2 separate regions of the Callithrix jacchus genome follow, and region 2 is linked to region 1. Evidence: chromatin contacts called from public Hi-C data. All regions are on one chromosome and are shown on one strand. The core of a region is the stretch at or near the end of the contact, and the rest is flanking DNA. Distances in the headings are between cores, read along the strand shown.

The links. A called contact is a pair of places that touch in the nucleus more often than the background predicts.
Region 2: a Hi-C map of skeletal muscle shows a contact between it and region 1, with 3 times the contacts expected there. The contact joins the promoter of SPTB here to the enhancer-like site in region 1. A contact is called at or near these places in 2 of 3 Hi-C or Micro-C datasets (both in skeletal muscle).

The regions. Positions count from the first base shown.
Region 1 is chr8:99,428,765-99,431,759 of calJac240_pri, forward strand. All of the region lies in intron 33 of SPTB (spectrin beta, erythrocytic), which reads right to left. Among named protein-coding and RNA genes, the nearest start is that of PLEKHG3, 60 kb to the left of the region's middle. Within about 2 kb of position 1,532, at least 9 of the 16 cell types and tissues checked have an H3K27ac peak or open chromatin away from gene starts, as enhancers often do. A contact at or near this core is called in skeletal muscle, where this site is marked.
Region 2 is chr8:99,550,721-99,553,715 of calJac240_pri, forward strand. SPTB (spectrin beta, erythrocytic) reads right to left here and starts at 1,393. Exons shown (of 37, transcript XM_078335109.1): 1 at 1,166-1,393.

The DNA.
Region 1 (2,995 bases), core at 282-2,781:
GTTACAGATGAGGGAAACTGGGGGTCATAGAGAATGAATGACCCATCCGTAGCCACACATTAGTGAGGAAAGTTGAGGATGCAGTCCATCTGGCCCCACACTCTGTGCTTTTTTGTTTTTTGAGACAGAATCTCACTCTGTCGCCCAGGCTGGAGTGCAGTGGCACAATCTCAGCCCACTGCAACCTCTGCCTCCTGGGTTCAAGTGATTCTCCTGTCTCAGTCTCCTGAGTAGCTGGGACTACAGGTGCCCACCACCACGCCTGGCTTTTTTTTTTCTTTTTGAGATGGAGTTTCGTTCTTCTGTCCAGGCTGGAGTGCAGTGGCGTGATCTTGGCTTACCGCAACCTCCACCTCCTGGGTTCAAGCATTTCTCCTGTTTCAGTCTCCTGAGTAGCTGGGACTACAGGCATGCGCCACCACACCCAGCTAATTTTTGTATTTTTAGTAGAGACAGGATTTCTCCATGTTGGTCAGGCTAGTCTGGAACTCCCGACCTCAGGCGATCAGCCTGCATTGGCCTCCAAAGTGCACAGGGGACTGCACACAGACGACAAACTCCCCAGGCTCCCGGGAGAAACACAACCTGGCTCGGGACCACAGGGTCACCATAGGCACGAACCACCATGCCCGGCTGATTTTTGTATTTTTTAGTAGAAATGGGGTTTCACCATATTGGACAGGCTGGTCTCGAACTCGTGATCTTGTGATCTGCCCTCCCAAAGTGCTGGGATTACAAGTGTGAGCCACCATGCCCCGCCTCTGTGTTCTTACTAAATCCTGCTGCAAGAGGGGAGACTTGTGTCCTCACTCCAGAGGAAAGCACCTGTCCGATGCAGTTTAGTCTAAATGAGATGATCCTGGCTTATGTGAAAAACATGGCTGATTGACAGAGGCAGCACAATCATGTCAGAGCTGGAAGAGGGGCTTGAGACCAGACAAGACCCCAAAACTGGATGCGTCAGGCAAACAAAGAGTGCTGGTGACTGTGGGGTGCCAGGAGCTGGCCATTCTGGCAGCCAAGTGTTGCCCTCTCCCGATGTCGGATGTCTGAGCTCTTGTCCTCTTGGTGAGAAGGGCTGTCACTGGGTAGGTTGGAAAGGCTGTTCAGAAGACAGTTGTTTGCAAGAGAAGAAAAATAAACAGTTTGTTGAGCTGAGGGCAGCCAAAGAGATGAAGAGATGGCAACTTAAGCTAGGCAGAGACAGATGCCTTAAAGGAGAAAGCAGAGGCTGTTGCTGAACAGGAGGAAAGAGCAGGGCGGGGAGCTGAGGCTGGGAATGCATGGTGAGCAGTGCCCTGGATTGAAGGCTGAGGGATGGGGAGGGGCTCTTATGAGAAGTGGAGTAGGGGAGCAGTGCAGTACAACACTGCACCCCAGAGTCCAGCTGTCTGTCCGAGACGGCAACTAGGGGAGCGGGCAAGACAACAGGAAAGGATGCAGGGCAGAAGGCCACCCGGTAAAGTGAATGGAAGGGAAGGGGAATGGCAGTGTGCAGGGTCCCCTCGGACGGAAAGGAGAAACCTGGTCCACTGTCACCAGGGCATGAGAAGAGAAGGAAGCTTGCTCGGGAGCTGTCTTCACTGTGCCCACCACCTTTGTGGCCTCTTCAGGTCCCTGGCCTGGAGGAACTGCTGGCTGCTTAGTCACTCGGTGGCCCTGAGCCAGCCACTCAGCATTAGAAAGACTAGATAGAGAGAGTTAGAAGATGCTGACTCCCCCATCCAGATCTGCCACCCAGTGGTCACGTCATCCACTTCAAATCCATTTCTGAGATGCCTCCAATGTTAACTGAGTCTCATCTGGAGGCCATCAGTGTCTAGGATGTTCTGAAACACAGCTTGAAAGGGAGAACTCAGAAAGAGTCTTCAGAGCAGAGGGGCCAGGAATATTCAATCTGACCACAACAAAGAGAAAGGGACATGGCCAGCAACAGGCAGGTGTCCAGACAGAGCCTACAGCAGGTTTCTCTAGGGAGCCAGGCGCAGTGCCAGTGTGCAGGCAGACACACCCCTGCCACGCTGACTCAGGCATCCAGGGTAGACAGGGACACGCCCAGGTTTTGGGGAAAAGTGACGTTGTTTCCAGCTGGGTCTGCCCATTAACAAGCATAGGATTTGCATTCGCCACAAAATGTCTGAAAGAGTAGCAGGAAGACTGGGAGAGCTTGTTCAGGCGAGAAGAAACACAGCTGCTGTCTCCACACCCACATCCCTTCCATCCAAGGACATCAGAGCCCCGCCCACTGGCCGCTGATGAAAGCTCCCGGCTGCCTGCCAGGGAGGCTGCTGCTGGGGGAGGTGCCCAGGTTGCCAAGGGGGAACAGCAGCTGGAGCCAGCCAGACACCGGCCAAGAGGTGGTCCTGGCTGCAAGTCCAGTGCCTGCTCAGGCCCTCGGCACTTGCCCTGACATTCGGAGTGCTGTTACTTCCCTGAAGCCACATAAACCTTTAATTCTGTGGAAATGGAGAGGCAAGGGACTAGGAGTCTCAGCTCCCATGTTTAGCCCTAAGAAGATGTTCAGTCCCTTTCTCCAGGGCAGCTGGCTGCACAGGCAGTGCTGGAAGGCCACGCGAAAGAATGGCATCTATGAGGTGCCCTTGGGGAAGAGAGCTTTCCCTGATTTCCTGATGAGAAGGCTGATAAGGAGGAGCACCCAGCAGCTGCTTTCTGGAGTGGCCTGGCATCCCAGGGTCCCCTCTGCACTCCAGCCTGGATGTAGCCTTGGGGCTTGGAGGCCGGCAAGGTATGCTTATCCCAGACAGTGAGCCCCAGCAAAGGCGATTAGGAGCACCAATCCCTTTTAGGGATGTCATGCATGGCGTCACCGCAGCCCTGCTAAGAGAGTTCTCAGAGCAGTTCCCGATTCACTTCCCAAAACTGAAATCAGGCACAGTGGACAGGTAGGTGCATGGGGCTGTGGACTGGGGTTGCTGAGGCACGCAGAGCCCGGGAGGTGGCGGATGCTCAGCAGGACCCCCAAGTCCTTCCCAGG
Region 2 (2,995 bases), core at 143-2,642, 120 kb after region 1:
GCGGTGCCTAAAATCTTTGATTTGCAGACTCCTCTCATTAGGGAGCCGCCTGAATCTCTTTCCTTAGAAACTGAAATACGGATCGGATCGTGACTATCTCCAGGCAGGGGTTTTGCATGACTGCCTCCTACCTGGAGGTGACAGCCTAGTCTCTCCCCATAGAAATTCTCAGTACAAAAAGACTGTCACTATATTCTCTCCGTCCCCCAATCTGATGTATCTAAAATTTAAATTTACAAAAACAGTGGCTTCTTTTCATTTTCCTTACTCCTGGCAACTCTAATTGCTCATTGAAAACAGTGGTTTGGATATTAATAGGCTATAACTCAAGGCCCTACCTGAAGCTCGTTGTCAGGGAAACAGTACTCCAGCCCCGCAGCTGCTTTCCCAGCCTGGGAAGTATGGATGAGTTGGTGGGAGTTGGGAATTGTTTCACAGCTTCTGTTATTTCTCCCACTTTCTGCTATTTCTCAAGACCAGGTTAGAGGAAGAGGGGAAACTGGAGAGGAGGGTGAAGGTAGAGAAGGCTGGAGAAGCTTAGAGGAGGAGAGGAACTAACTCTTTAGGAGAGGAAGGCTGGAGGTCCTTGAAGTACCGCCTGGGGCTAGGATCTTTCCTCCCTCGGTCTACACGGGGTCACTCTCCGCGTGGTTCCCAGCGCCCTGAGGCCCAGCCCCCTCCGCTGCCCTGACCTGTCCCTTCTGCCTGGGCGCTGGGCGGCCTGGGAAGCGCTCAGCCAAGTTCCCCAGAAAAGGGATATGAGCGGCCCCAGAGCTGAGAAAGCCAGACAGAAAAAGGCAGACAGCAGCGCGGCGGTCGGACAGGCTAGAGGCGCAAAATCCCCTTCGCTCCCAGGCTGGGGTCCTGGAGGAGGCGAACGAGAACCCGAACCCCATCACTCTATCCCTGCGCCCTGGGGTGACGGACTCTCCGGGATCCGGCTCTCCAAAGCTAGCACCAAGTGCCTCGGAAGCCTGCGCGCGTTCCCGTGTCCCGGGGTGATCTTTGCCGCAGCTGCCGGGCCTCCCGGGCCCCGCACCCCTCCCACCTCACGCCTGGTACACGAGCCCCCCGGGCCCAGCGCTCCTCTGCGCTGACGCCGCGCGTCCCAGCCCTGCGCACCCGCACCCAGTTCCCTCTGTCGCCAGGCCCTCCTAGGACTCACCTGCGCTGGGACTGAAGTGGCGGCCACCTCGAGCCCGGGGGCGGCGGCGGCGGCGCAGGGGGAGGAGGGCAGCGCGGGGCTCCTGGCACAGCGGCCGCCGGGCGCCTGGTGCTGCCGAGCCGCGGACCCGCCCAGAGATATAAATAACATTATCTGAGGAGGGACATTCCTGCTGGGGGACATCGCTGCTGCCGGGACCAGATAGTCCCGCGGCGGGGGCGGGGAGGCGGGGCCGCAGCCTCCCGCAGCGCCAGGCCCAGCCCCCGCCTTCTCCACCCACTCCCGCACCTGCCAATCAGCCTCCGCGCCGGGGGGCACCTGCCGGGCCTTAGCCCGACTCCTGGATCCCGCCTCTGCCTCCCCGCCCGCCGCTGAGCCCGGGGAGCCTCCATCGTCGCTCACCTCCCTTAACCCCGCGCCTCCCCGAGCCCCCTGCGGCGAGAAAAGGGTTGGACTCCGTAGCTCGGGCCTAATTCGTGCGCCCCGAGCGGCGAGCCTAGTGGCGAAAACCAGCCCTCCAGCCTTTCCCGCCCTGCATCCCCACTGCACACAGTTGGGTTTTTTAAATACACGAAAAGACACTCTTAGGCCGTAGGGTGGGCGCGGCGGGCATCCGGACGCTGCTCCCCCGCCGTCGCGGGTTTGGGAGGAACAGATTGTTCCCGGGGGCTGGTGCATTAGAAAGCGCGCTCCCGGGCGGGCTTTTTCCCTCTGGCTGTGAGAGCAGACGCTGGGAGGGCAGGGGGCGGGCACTTGGCCCTAAGCCCCCACCCCCAGTCCGAGCTCGGTGTAGCCGTTTCTGCCCGCAGACCTAGTGTAGTTAGGACGAACCAGGCAAAGCTGGCGGCGCGCAGCCCGCAGTTCCAAGGCGCTCTCACATTGCAGGGACTGTACTCAACAGGCAGGCTGCCACACCTGCCCACTGGCACCTCCTGGCCGGCCGGGGTGTCTGGGCGAGTGGGGGTGCCTCACTGCAAGCCTGGATGAGGTACAGCGCAGCAGGCCAGAGGAAATACTAGAACCGATGGTGTCAAAGAGAAAAGGCATCTCCGAGGAGCCCCCGGAGACAGACTCACAGAACATGGGCAGCTTGCAAGGCAGTCTATTTTCTTGACTTTCTAACGATACAAGGTCATTGTTCAGTAAGGTTTACCTGTACGTCTTGTGGTAGCTTTCATCTCTTTTCTCCACCTGCGGTGCCTGGGATGATTTCTCACCAGCTATCAACACAGGCAATCTCAGGTATTACGGAAATTACCATCGAGATTAAAAGCGCATAGATGCAGAAAGAAGTTTTAACTTTTACTGATGCTGCCTGGTGTTCTTAACAAGGGAACAGTATTACTCCTGAGTTATTTGCTTGGGAGTATAATTGTGCTGTTTTCAGGAATTCACCCAGGAAAGGGGTGTTTAATTGCCAGATGTTCGAGTTTAGTTTATATATTGAACATATGCAAAGATACTTCGCTTCCTGCTGCAGTCCCACTTCCTTTTTTTTTTTTCTTTCTTTCTTTTTTCTTTTTTTAGATGGGGTTTCACCATGATGGCCAGGCTGGTCTTGAACTCCTGACCTCAGGTCATCCACCCACCTCGGCCTCCCAAAGTGCTAGGATTACAGGCGTGAGCCACGGCACCCGGCCCTGCAGTGCCACTTCTTGAGAGTGGGCCTTTAGACACTGAGATGTACCGAGTGGGACAAATAGCCCAGGTATTACAAAGCCACAAAATTCTCCACTCCACCCTCCACTTGGCTGGACCCTTATTACAGCTCAATTTTCCAAGAGACACTAGTAATATGGGAAATAAAATACAAAAACATACATGGTCATC